4 separate regions of the Sus scrofa genome follow, and all the other regions are linked to region 3. The links are chromatin contacts, called in public Hi-C and HiChIP or PLAC-seq maps. All regions are on one chromosome and are shown on one strand. The core of a region is the stretch at or near the end of the contact, and the rest is flanking DNA. Distances in the headings are between cores, read along the strand shown. Region 1 overlaps TEAD1 (TEA domain transcription factor 1). Region 2 holds the start of TEAD1 (TEA domain transcription factor 1). Region 3 overlaps TEAD1 (TEA domain transcription factor 1). Region 4 overlaps TEAD1 (TEA domain transcription factor 1).

Region 1 (2,959 bases), core at 154-2,653, 170 kb before region 3:
GGAAGTGGCTTGATGATGAGAACACGGGATCTAGAGTGAAGAGGTGTGAGTTGGGTCCCGGGGCACAGCCTGTGGCAGGCCTGCACATCTCTGCAACTCCCTGCCCTTCTCTCTAATGTGGCACTAAGAGCCTTCCAGCTGGGGCTGAGAATGAAGGCAAGAATGCCTATGAGAAGCACACCCCATTATGAGCTGTGGTTCTCCTTGTAATAAAACAGTTTAGGTTGGAGACAAGATACACCATACAGTTGATACTGTTATTTTAAAAGATGAGAAATTTGACCAAATGCAGAGTAAGAGGTTGGTGTGTGGTAAATGCATTCAACCCACGATGAATTACAGACTGGGGGTGGATCTGTGTGAGATGCCATGGATAAAGAAAATTCCATTTCTGTTGCACTTGGCTTGCTCTACTCCAGGAATTCCCTCACTCCTCACTTCGGAGTTTGGATCCAGACTTCCATAGTCTTTGTTCCCTGTTTGATTTTGTCTCCGAAGGCCAACCAGGGCTAACCACTTCTTTATTTCTATTTTATCCTCAAGCATTTAGTATTATAATCCTAAAATTCAACGCTCATTAGATACTTGATGAATGATTTGCCGTTCTGTCAGTATTTACTGAAGACCTGGATGTGTCAGGTTATCTGCTGGTCTCCAGAGATGCTGTGCTGCAGGGAGCCCCTGCCCTTAAGATGCTCACTGTGGGGAAGGAGTCGGTTACCTGGTTAAGGTAGAGAAGACTGCAGGGGGTAGGGAAAGCATTCCTAATTGCTAAATCTTGTGACCTAAAGGATAACTTGATTAAGGATAGCAATGGAGAGAGCTTGGAGACAGTCATAGCTGACTAGAGTATACTTTCTTTCTCTTTTCTCTCTCTCTCTTTTTTTCTTTTCTTTTTTTTTTTTTTTTTTTTTTGACTGAACCTGAGGTGTGCGGAGGGATCCCAGGCCAGGGATCGAATGTATACCACAGCAGCAACCTGAGCCACAACAGTGACAACGCCAGATCCTTAACTGCTAGGCCACCAGGGAACTCCACGGAATATACTTCCTTATAATTGCCTTTTGGAGCATGAAATTCAAGAGCTGAGTTTGTCTGGGATCCTAACAGCCCCTGAGGGTTTCCAGCACTGTGGCAATGTTCAGTATTAATGTTGTGTTTGTGTATTAATTACACTTTTACTGTCAGTGTACTGAACCCAAAGATGGTACAGAACACGTGGAGCAAGCAGATACCCCTCCCCATTGGGAGTGACCTGGACTAATTAGAAGCCTGTCACAGGACCGGGGTGGGGCGGGGGGGGGCAGTTTAGCAGGGCCAAGCTGGGGGTATATGGGGGCAGAAGTAGATGTGACCTGGCATGGAGGTGGCAGGCAGGCAGACAGTCATTTCAGTGGGAGATAGCATCTGATCCTCATCCCTTCGGGCTAGTCTTATAATAGCGGCAGATAAATAAGCTGCCTCTAGTATGTTCCCAGAATATCTCTGTCTGCAAAATGTCTTTGAGGGGATGTTTGACTTGTGAGCATGTGGTTGATAAAATAAATACATTAAAAAAATATATAACCCTCTCTGTGAGAGGTTTTAGTCTCTTCTCTCCCCCGGGAAAAATAAGGCCCTTCTTGAACCCTTTTCTTCCCTCACTGTAGAATTCCTGCCATGCTTTATAAGAAGAAATATTTTTGGAATGTAGCACCTGCAGATTTATAAAGGGGCTCTGCCCAAACCACTGGGCTGTGGCTATTGTGTGGGTGGGTTCTTGGTGCATTGTGAAGAGATATCAGCCTGACACCTGCAAAGCATTTGAGGAGCTGGGCCAGGGTTGGAGAAGCTGGAATTCAGAGGCACTTCAGTTGTTGTTATCTGGCTTTTGTGGGCAGGCAACTGGAATGGGCCCTTCTCCCTAGTGTTAGAGGATCCTTAGCATTCAATTACACCTTGACTAGAACAGGACTTGGTGCCTAGAAAAGTGTCTGGCATGACATAGGAACTTAATATACAGCTGCTGAGTGAGTGAACAGATGAGGCCCTTTTCTGGGCTTTGACAGTCTTGTTGGATGAGTATGCCTCTGGCTCTTGCTTTTCGAGGGTAGTCTGTTGACCAGCAGTAGCAGCCTCACTTTGTTAGCATAGGAATCACTTGGGGATCTTTTTTTTTTCTTTTTCTTTTTTCTTTTTTTTTTTTTAGGGCTGCACCTGTGGCATATGAAGTTCCCAGGCTAGGGGTCGAATCAGAGCTGCAGTTGTTGGCCTGCACCACAGCCACAGCAACACCAAATCTGAGAGCTGTGTCTGTGACCTACACTGCAGCTTGCAGCAGTACCAGATCCTTAACCCACTGAGTGAGGCCAGGGATGGAACCCACATCCTCGTGGATACTAGTCAGATTCTTAACATGCTGAGGCACAATGGGAGCTCCTCACTTAGGGATCTTTTTAAAATGTAGGTTCTGGAGTTCCCGTTGCGGCTTAGCAGTAACGAACCTGACTAGGATCCATGAAGACACGGTTCGATCCCTGGCCTCACTCAGTGGGTTAAGGATCCGGCACTGCTGTGACTGTGGTGTAGGCTGGCAACTGAAGTTCTGGCCCCTAGCCTGGGAATTTCCATAGGCCACACCTGTGGCCTTAAAAAGGCAACCCCCCCCCAAAAAAAAACCCAAAAATCAAAAACAGGTTCTGATTTAGTGTAGCTGGGACTTGGCTTGAGGATCTGCATTTTAACCCATTTCCAAATGATGGCAATGGTGCTTTTCCATAGGCTGTACTTTTTTTTTTTTTTTTTTTTTTTTTTTAAGGCTTTTAACCTTTTAAGTAGGGGTTCTCTTAGGATTCAATGAAATCATCTATATGTCTTTCATGAGTTTGCAGCAACACTAGAGGAAAAGATGGAAGCCTTGGTCCTGGACTCAAAAAAATGTAATCATAGTGAAAAATCAAGACTCATCCTTAGACGCTGA
Region 2 (2,893 bases), core at 204-2,703, 230 kb before region 3:
AACGTGCCATCACATTCCATTTCCTTCATATTTAGGGGATTCCTGGGTCACACAAAACAGGAGGCTGAAAAAAGGCGGCATTATTGATCCTGGGGTCCCAACTGGAAAGGAGAGCAAAATGCCCCAAGGAAAGGGGTTAACAGCACAGGGATCGCTTTGCTACTTGGATCTAAGTGAAACTGCCAGTTACAATTACTCCAAACCTAGTTGCTTTCTGATTTACCCACAGTGTCTACTATGTCACTTTACTGTCACTATCTCCAAAGATACAGTTAAAGTTAGTCTAGGTGTAAGCGAAGTTTACCCACAAAGCAAAAAGAAAAAAAAAAAAAAAGAAAAAGAAAAAAAAGTGACGTGAAGGTGCAGGATGCAGCATTAAAGAGTTAGGGATTTTTACCTGACTCATTGCTTTCGAAAAGCACAATTCGCAGGGATTAGTGAACTTGATTTCTTGAGCGACTTGGAGGAGACCGTGTTAGCGGGGCAGGATTATTACAAACCCAGCAATTATCTTTTCCCCCCCGCTATGCTAAAGGTTTCCCTTCTCAACAGTAGGGCTGACTTCGACTTGAGCGAGAGCCCTGAACTTTTATAAAGTGAAAAAGAGGGAAAGCAATTGCAGGCTGGGAATCCGGCCCCGGGAAGGCGTCCACCGTGCTAGAGAACAACGTAAATTTCCAGAAGAGAAACTTCTCTTCCCCACCCTTGCAGACTTCCGCGAGACCAGGAGCGCTGTAGGCAGCAGCCCAACCTTCCGCGTCCCGGAGGAGGGAAACTGAGGCACTGCAGGAGCTTCGAGCGCAGCTCGGACCTCATCGCCCGCCCCACGGAGGGAACCTAGGTTTCCACAGTTTTCCGCGCAGCGCTGGCACAGCCAAGGCGCCCTCCCCAGTCCGCCCCGCCCAGCTCGGGACAAAGCCCGGAGCCCGCTCCCGGAGGGGGCAGGGCGGCTCCCGCGCGCGCCCGGCTCCCCCGTGGGCGCGAGACTCCGCCCCGCCGCTCCTCCGGGGGGAGCCCGCGCCCCAACGGCTAGGCGGCGGAGCCGGGCCCGCCCCGAATCCCCATGACGTCACCGGCGGCGGCAGGCCCCGCCCCCGGCCCCGGGCGGCAGGCCGCATGACGTCACCGAGGCCCCACCCCTCCGGAGCGAGTTCGGTCCTGGCGTTCATTTCATTCCTGTCCTCATTCCGAACATTCTTAGCATCGCTCGCGCCTTGCCGCGCCGCCCGAGCCGAGCCGAGCCTCTGCAGCCGCCGCCGCGGCCCCGCCGCCCGCCGCGGGCGCCCACCAAGCACTTTGCAGACTCGCTTCCACCCTGCGGGCCAGTCCGCGCGGCGGGGCCCGGGCCCGGGGCGGCCGCGTCCGGGGACAGGCCATGCAGTGAAGCCCCCCACCCCGTCCACCTTTGCCCGGAGCCGCGGGCAGCAGCCCCGTACGCCCAGCCGGCCCCGGGGCAGGAGCAGTGCTAACAGGGGTGGGGTGGCCCAGCCCGGGGACTGGGAGCCGGGGAGGGAGCCGGGCTCCGAGCTGAAAGCGAGGGAAGCAGCGCCGAAGTTTGCCTCGGACTCGCCGGGCGCTGCGGCGGCTCCCTTCGCCGAGGTAAGTTGGCGCGCGGGGCTGATGCTGGGTGCGGGGGGTGCGCCGGGCGTCGGGGCGGGGGGACGGCGGCGTCCGGCTCGGGCCGCTTTTTCTCTCGGGGCTCTGCTTTGTGTGCGGCGGGTGAGCGGGCACGCGGAGGACTGGGGCCGGGCCCCCGCGCCCTCCTCCCCGCGCCCCTTCAAGGTGAGCGGCTCGGCGCCGCGGCGCGAGTTCCCGGGACGCCAAGTTGGGCCGCGCGCTGAGGAACCCGCGCGGCAACAGGCGGCCCCGCCAGCGGCCGGGAGGCGCCGGGGCGGCCGCGCCGCGCCCCCCGCGCCCCCCTCTCGCGCCTGTCCGCCAGCCCGCGCGCACACGCACACACCCTCGGGCAGTTTACACGTTCTTCTGGGAGAAGTCAGAAGTTCGGAGCGAGCGCGGGCGGGGAGAGCCGCCGGCGCCGCCTGGGAGCCCCAAGCCGGCCCGACTCCCCCCACCGCGTCTCCCTGGCCGCCCCAGGCGCCGGGGCCCCCGAGGCCCGCCCGGGGTCTGAGCCGACTTGCGCTGCTGGCGGAGGTTTCGTTCCTTCTCAAAGATGAAAGGAGGCACGGTCGTCTTTGCCGCTTCTCCAGGACTGTTGCTACCGCCGCCGCTGCTTCATTGCACATTCAAGTGGAAAATTTTCAGGAGTCAGCAGAAACATTGTGTCCAAAAAAGACTGAGTCGCAGTTACCACCAAACCCTGGAGGAGACTCTCCTTGGAAAACTTCCCTTTGGTAGGAAATACTGGGGGATTTGTTTGTTTATTGGAAGAGAAATGATTCCCCAGGAGGGGAGAAAATCAGGGTGCACTTCTAGTCTTTGTTCGTAGCAGCAACATTTGTTTTGTTCAGAAGTGCAGAGGCCCGCTTTAAAGAAAGTTCAACTTGTATGAGTTTCCTTTTTTTTCTTTTAAAATGTGTTTTTTAAAAACCGAAGAAGCATTTTAAATGAGTTGAAAACAATGGAGGGCTCACACCTTCCTTATTTTCCTCCTACGAAAATAAATAAAATCCAGATCATTATTTTCTTTTGCTTTTTAATTCTTTCTTTTTAAAGATTTATTTAAAGTTGAATGGTGTCACTGTATAAAAATATTTATGGAACAATGAAATACCAGCCACCAGCATTTCTCAGGAGGCTTGTTAACGTTTCAGAAGCAAGTGGCTGCCTGTGATTTGCAGAAATGAAAATTGACCTCAGTGAGCACTGGAAACTTAGAGACAGATGATGTTCCAGGAGCGGGTAATGTAAAAGGCCGTGTTTTAAAAACAGTGCC
Region 3 (2,727 bases), core at 104-2,603:
GTTGCAAGGAAGGTCAGTTTTCTGAAACCTTACAAATCTGAGAGTGTGTTCTCTTCTCACATGTGATGGGTAACTTGGTTTTCATCTTAAGCTTATGAAGTTTCATTCACATTTTCAAGGTGGATTCCACATATGTTTCCTTGCTCATGGAAATAACACTGGTGTTTAGTACTAGAGAATAAGGATATCCATATTAAAAGAGCAGGTGAATACTGACTCAAATCATGGGATTTAAGTCATGTGAAGGGGATGTTGACAGTCCTTACCCCCAACTCTCTCTGTAGGGACCTCTGAGAACATATATTTAATGGGCATGTTCCTGAACACAGGTTTTGCTGCTCGCCATTCAAAAATCAATACAGGGGAGAGAGAGAGAGAAATCATAATGCCAACAATCTGGAGAGGTGGTGGATGCAATGAATCTGAAGATTCTGCTCAGCCATGAAGATTTTTAAAGGGAAAAGGGGAAGACATCTCAGTTAACCATTGAGCCAGGGGATCAGACTCCAGTGTGCACAGGCTGGTCGGCTTATGATTTTTTCCCTTAGATCCTCTCTTGTTCACCCAGTTTGTTCACGAAAGGGGAGGCTAGGAAAGCGATCTGGTCATCTGCTAATGACTTATTCTTCCTTTCTGCTTCTTTAATCTGTGGAAAGAACCCAGCAGATTAGGCAAAGTATTGTGTGATCAAAAGATGTGAAAGGTGTGCTGGGGCTGGAAATGAGTAGAGCATGAGGTCCCTGGCTTAAGGTTAGTGACAAGATAAAAGAGAGCCTCCTGCAGAGAGCTCTTCCTGCCAAAAGCTGCGTCCAGGCAGCACATGAGTCTGTCTATAGAGGCTGAGCTCTGTACAGTCACTCCGTAGCCTCTGGGAAGAGAGGGACTTTGTCCTCTTAGCTCATGGATTTCCTGTGCCCAGCACAGTGCCTGCCATGTAATGAACCTTGAGTGTGCTGACTTATTCTGCTAAAATCCCTACAAGGCACACGCAGAATACCTTTTCTGCTGTTGTCATTGATATATTGATAGCACATCTACTGAGTGCCTAGGAGACTTTTTTTGTGATTGAACAAGCCAATGCTATTTTGAATATCAAGGAAATACAATCTTAGGCCTTGGTGTATGTGATTCAGTGGCATTCCCTCTGTTCCTGCTTACATGTTCCCCCAAATCCTTGGGATTTTCTTTCTTTCTTTTTTTTTTTTTTTTTTTTTGTTATTGTTTTTGCAGGTAATTTGTTTTCTGCCCTATAGAATAAAACTGTGCTTTTTTGACTGTTCCATCTTTAGCTTGGGGGAAACCACCACAACTGGGAAGAGAATAGGATTTAATTGGGAAGGAAAAAGAGAAGTGAGGGAGCCACCCTAGCCTTCTTCCCTTATTAGGAGAACTGGGAGGAAGGGAAGTAAAGCCTCAGCAAATGCGCTTTAGAGTTTTAATTTCATTAACACTTGAACCCAGGCACATCAGGTAGATTTCTTCTTTTTAGCTTTTAGGATTTGGGGGCAGAAGGCTTCCCGACCTACCCAAACTGAATTTAGGAGAGAGGGAGGTCTGTTTGTCCTACTGATGTGGCCTCCAGGATACCTTCTTTTAGTCCTTTGTATTCTTAGAAACAAAGTCACCTCTTGGCAGGGATGAAGCCACTCAGATGCCAACAGTCAGGGTCTGGTTTCAAGTCACCAGCCTTAGAGAGGCAGTGCCCGATTTCCTTTGGCAAAGATAGCCTGCCCGTTCTCAATTCATTTCAGCCTCTTGGGCACAGAGGTAACTTCCTCAAAATAGAAACCTTTGAAGACTATCTGATGCATCTGTGAATCATTATGTTTGTCCCGAATTCTAATTTCACTTCTCAGAACTGTGAAAACACTATTGAGCTTTTTTTCTTTTTTCTCAAATCAACTTTCAGAAAAAGTCGATCTGCGTTAGAAGTATCTAGGCTTTTATATTTTCTTCTGGAGACAGTGCGGTTGATGTTTGCAGCAAATGCATGGGCTAAGGTGTTGACAGATCCATGCTTTAGTCTTAACTCCAGGACTATTCCTGGATGTGTGACCTCAGGCAAGTCTGTTCATCTCTGAGCTTCTATTTCCTCATCTGTTTAAAAAAAAAAAAAAAAAAAAAAATTAAGAAAATCCACCTACAGTGTCGTTGGGAGGCAAAGAATACCCGAGGTCACTAATATAGAAAGCACATTGTATGTAACACTGAATGGACACAGTTCTCTTTCTTCTTTCAGGCACAGGTGAGAGGCCCACACCGAGAGCAGCTTGAAGTGAATGGGCCATGATGAACCGCTGAACTTGCTCTTGGCTTATTTGTGTTTATTTTTTCTTTGCTAAGCAGGAAGGTTGGCTGAAGCAAGGAAGTTCTTTTCCTTCTACCCCAGGATCTAGTTAATCTCACGTAATAATAAATTACAGTAATAGTAATCTTAGCAGCTATGATTTATCAAACATTTCTCGTTTGCTAGGCCCTGTGCCACACACGCACTGTGCATTATTTCCTTTCATCTTCGAACTTCTTCTGTATGACAGTCCTGTATCCCCATTGCACATAGGAGGAAAGTGAGATCTCAGGTTCTTGTCTGGCTCCAGAGTGCAACGCACTCAGCACCTTGATTTTCAGCTATATGTTGCCCTGTTGAAGAATGGCAAATTTTACCCTCCATTCACCTTCTTGATCTCTTAATACCTGGAGGTCCCGACTGTGGTTCCTGAATTTCAG
Region 4 (2,700 bases), core at 62-2,561, 130 kb before region 3:
CTTTGAAGATGGTCACCTTCCACTTAGCCTTTTGAAGCCTGTTCTTGGCCACTAGTATCCAGGGCACCTGGCCCAATGCTGGCAGGAAGAAAGTGTCTCAAATATCGCAGTGGGGAGGATCCTAGATCACAAGGCTGGCCTTGGTGGTGGCCAGGAAGATGTCTGGAAGATTCTGGTGCTGTAGGATCCTACAGGCAGCCAGGGCACAGCAATTGCTGGACAATGACTGTCTCTTTATGAGTAGGTGTCTTCAGGGACTTTGGTCAGGTTGGCTCCGGGGCTGCCCCCTTTCTTGTTGGGATGCCATGCCTGCTGGTCAGCTATCACAGAGCTGAGTTGTGTCGAATAGAAAAGATGAGGAGGAAGACATCTCTTGGCCAGGCCTCCCCAATTGCTGACCTGAGCCGTCCTGGCCAGGAGAGCACAGGAGTTGGACTTGCCTCTTTGCTTACTTCATAGAAGCACAAGGCAGAAGAGAGAAGGGGCCCTTTCAGTGAGGTGGTGGCAGAACTGACAAAGGGGCATCAGAAGGAGTGCATGCAAGCAGATAGGAGTGTGCACCAGTTAATCAGAGCAGGCAAACAGGCTGACATCTGAGGTCCCTAGGCTCCTCCTAATTTGGAGGACAGGTCAAGGAAATGCAACGCCATTCCTTTCTAAGACAGTGGGCTTTCTGTGAGCTCCAGGAAGGTGGTCTGTGTCTGTGGAAATGACTATAGAATCGAAGCCTTGTAGTATCCCCAGGCCTTGGAGGAAGGAGCCTTGAGGACTGAGCTGAACCTGTTCTTTCCGGTTCTTAATCTGAGCATCATTTAGCATCTTTGATTTCTTTTTTCTGTCTGACCTGTGATTCAGGATATTATTTCAAGTGAATTAGCTAGGAACGTGCAGTACAAAGAGCTGTGCCCTTAGAACAGGCCAGAAGCTCCATAAGGCTGAGACCCCACCATGACTGTCTTGCTGGACGTAGAAGGTGTCAGTGATGTTTGTTGAATGTACACATATGTGAACTATTGTTTAAAACAAAGAAAGGGGAGTCAATAGGCCTCTGAGCCTTGAGAGGAACTGGCTAGAAAGGAAGGGCGAAAGCAGGAAAAAAAAAAAATGAGAGAGAAAAAGATGTTTGTATATTTAATAGTCTCTTAGTCTGAGAAGGAAGAAATGCTATTTTTTTGTGTGTGATGTGTATTGACAAATGCTAGTTCCAGAGGCAGGAAGGATTTCTGTCCAAATAGGCAGAGTAGTGGAACAAGGGTTAATTCAGGGATCCTCAGAACAGATGAGTAATGGGAGATTTTGAAATAGTTTGGTTCCTGTGAGAGTAGCAAAGTCAGAGTCATCAGTGTTTGGATTGGGAAGCTTAACATATTGGCAGCGGTGGTGGGGGAGGGGGTTGGCAGAGGTTGGGCCTACCAGGGTTTATGCACAAGGTGTGAGCCCTTATGTAATCCAGGTTTAAAAAAAGCTGATTAGGATGGCTCAAGAACTGGTCATAAGCAGAGATAAAAAAGATAATGTTAAATTATCACTGAGTTGGAAAGTTATGCTTTCCAACAGCTTTCCGTGGCAGTGCATGAGCACTGGGATTCAGGAAGACATGGGTTCATAAATTGTTGAGTGAAAGCCTGTACTGTGCTTTGACTGTGAGTGGGGACTATAGGTATAAAGCAATTAAGATAGCTGACCTGTTTGACCACTTACTGTGTGCTAGGCACTTTCTCATTGCTTTAGAATATGTTATCTTGCTTATTCCTCAGAGCAACCCAGTGACAGGGGTTACCATGATTACCCCCAATTTACAGCTGAGGAAGCTGAGGCCCACCAAGGTCAAGTTATTTGCTCAAGGTCACAGTAAATAAGTGGTGGGGTTGACATTTGAAAGTCAGCTTAATACAACAAGCCAGCTAGTATGACTAACTGCAGTATTGATAGGGAAGGAAGTCTATATACTAGGGATATATACAGCTCAGTGGTATGGCAGCAGAAAGTGGGATTACTTATGATTGGGGAATGCATGTGTCCATATTTAAAAATGCAGGGAAGTAGAAGAGTTAGAGTCTGAGAGGCAGACTTAGATGGGCTAGCTTTGTTCAGTGGGAAAAAGGCCACTTAAGTGTTTTTTTGTATTTTTTTTATTTTTAGCGTGTGTTTTTGTTTTTAAACTTACTTTGGATGGCAGACCCCCTTTGAGAATCTATAGAAAGTTGTGGATCTCCAAAAAAAACAAAATGCTTATTTGTGCATAGTTATGGAATTGTTGCATATAACTTCAGATGATTTCTGAAGCCTAGGTCAAACCTGCTACTGTGGGGAGAGAGGGAAAGGAAGGGCACTTAGGCCTAAGGGAACAGCGTGATAAAGGCACAAAGTCCTTAGAGGGCACAGCTCTGGTGCTCTTAGAACTGAAGGTGTGTCCTGGGGGGGTGGTATGGTGAATGAGCCTGGAAATGTGGGCTGGCACTGCATCATGGAGGGCCCTGAGTGCCTGGTGGCCATCCTGGAACAAAGGAAAGCCATTGCATCTTTTTAGGAGAGATGATGTGACTTTGCCTGTGTTTGACAACGCCAACTCTGGAGGTATGAAGACAAGTTAGATGGCTATTGCAGTAGGTCAGTCGGAGAGGATGAGCCAAAAGTACCTAATGTCAGTGCTGGCAGAGAAGTTTTGGTGGTAAAACCAATAGGACTGGTTGACAGAAT

Evidence for each region. A called contact is a pair of places that touch in the nucleus more often than the background predicts. HiChIP or PLAC-seq counts read pairs in DNA pulled down with a chosen protein or histone mark.
Region 1: a contact with region 3 is called in an H3K27ac HiChIP or PLAC-seq map of skeletal muscle. The contact joins two enhancer-like sites. A contact is called at or near these places in 1 of 47 Hi-C or Micro-C datasets (skeletal muscle) and 1 of 2 datasets of contacts at active chromatin or transcription factors (skeletal muscle).
Region 2: a contact with region 3 is called in a Hi-C map of skeletal muscle, with 13 times the contacts expected there. The contact joins the promoter of TEAD1 here to the enhancer-like site in region 3. A contact is called at or near these places in 3 of 5 promoter capture datasets (fetal liver, fetal skeletal muscle and liver), 19 of 47 Hi-C or Micro-C datasets (alveolar macrophages, embryonic fibroblasts, epiblast stem cells and 11 more) and 1 of 2 datasets of contacts at active chromatin or transcription factors (skeletal muscle).
Region 4: an H3K27ac HiChIP or PLAC-seq map of skeletal muscle shows a contact between it and region 3. The contact joins two enhancer-like sites. A contact is called at or near these places in 2 of 47 Hi-C or Micro-C datasets (psoas muscle and skeletal muscle) and 1 of 2 datasets of contacts at active chromatin or transcription factors (skeletal muscle).

What each region holds. Positions count from the first base shown.
Region 1 is chr2:46,608,420-46,611,378 of Sscrofa11.1, reverse strand. The region is part of intron 1 of TEAD1 (TEA domain transcription factor 1); the gene reads left to right. Among named protein-coding and RNA genes, the nearest start is that of TEAD1, 60 kb to the left of the region's middle. Within about 2 kb of position 1,403, at least 1 of the 83 cell types and tissues checked has an H3K27ac peak or open chromatin away from gene starts, as enhancers often do. A contact at or near this core is called in skeletal muscle, where this site is marked.
Region 2 is chr2:46,668,828-46,671,720 of Sscrofa11.1, reverse strand. TEAD1 (TEA domain transcription factor 1) reads left to right here and starts at 1,453. Exons shown (of 14, transcript NM_001142669.1): 1 at 1,453-1,599. It overlaps LOC102164222 (a long non-coding RNA gene), which reads right to left and starts at 2,048. Exons shown (of 6, transcript XR_002341571.1): 1 at 1,961-2,048.
Region 3 is chr2:46,438,892-46,441,618 of Sscrofa11.1, reverse strand. The region is part of intron 10 of TEAD1 (TEA domain transcription factor 1); the gene reads left to right. Among named protein-coding and RNA genes, the nearest start is that of RASSF10, 100 kb to the right of the region's middle. Within about 2 kb of position 1,353, at least 4 of the 83 cell types and tissues checked have an H3K27ac peak or open chromatin away from gene starts, as enhancers often do. A contact at or near this core is called in skeletal muscle, where this site is marked.
Region 4 is chr2:46,569,607-46,572,306 of Sscrofa11.1, reverse strand. The region is part of intron 2 of TEAD1 (TEA domain transcription factor 1); the gene reads left to right. Among named protein-coding and RNA genes, the nearest start is that of TEAD1, 99 kb to the left of the region's middle. Within about 2 kb of position 1,311, at least 9 of the 83 cell types and tissues checked have an H3K27ac peak or open chromatin away from gene starts, as enhancers often do. A contact at or near this core is called in skeletal muscle, where this site is marked.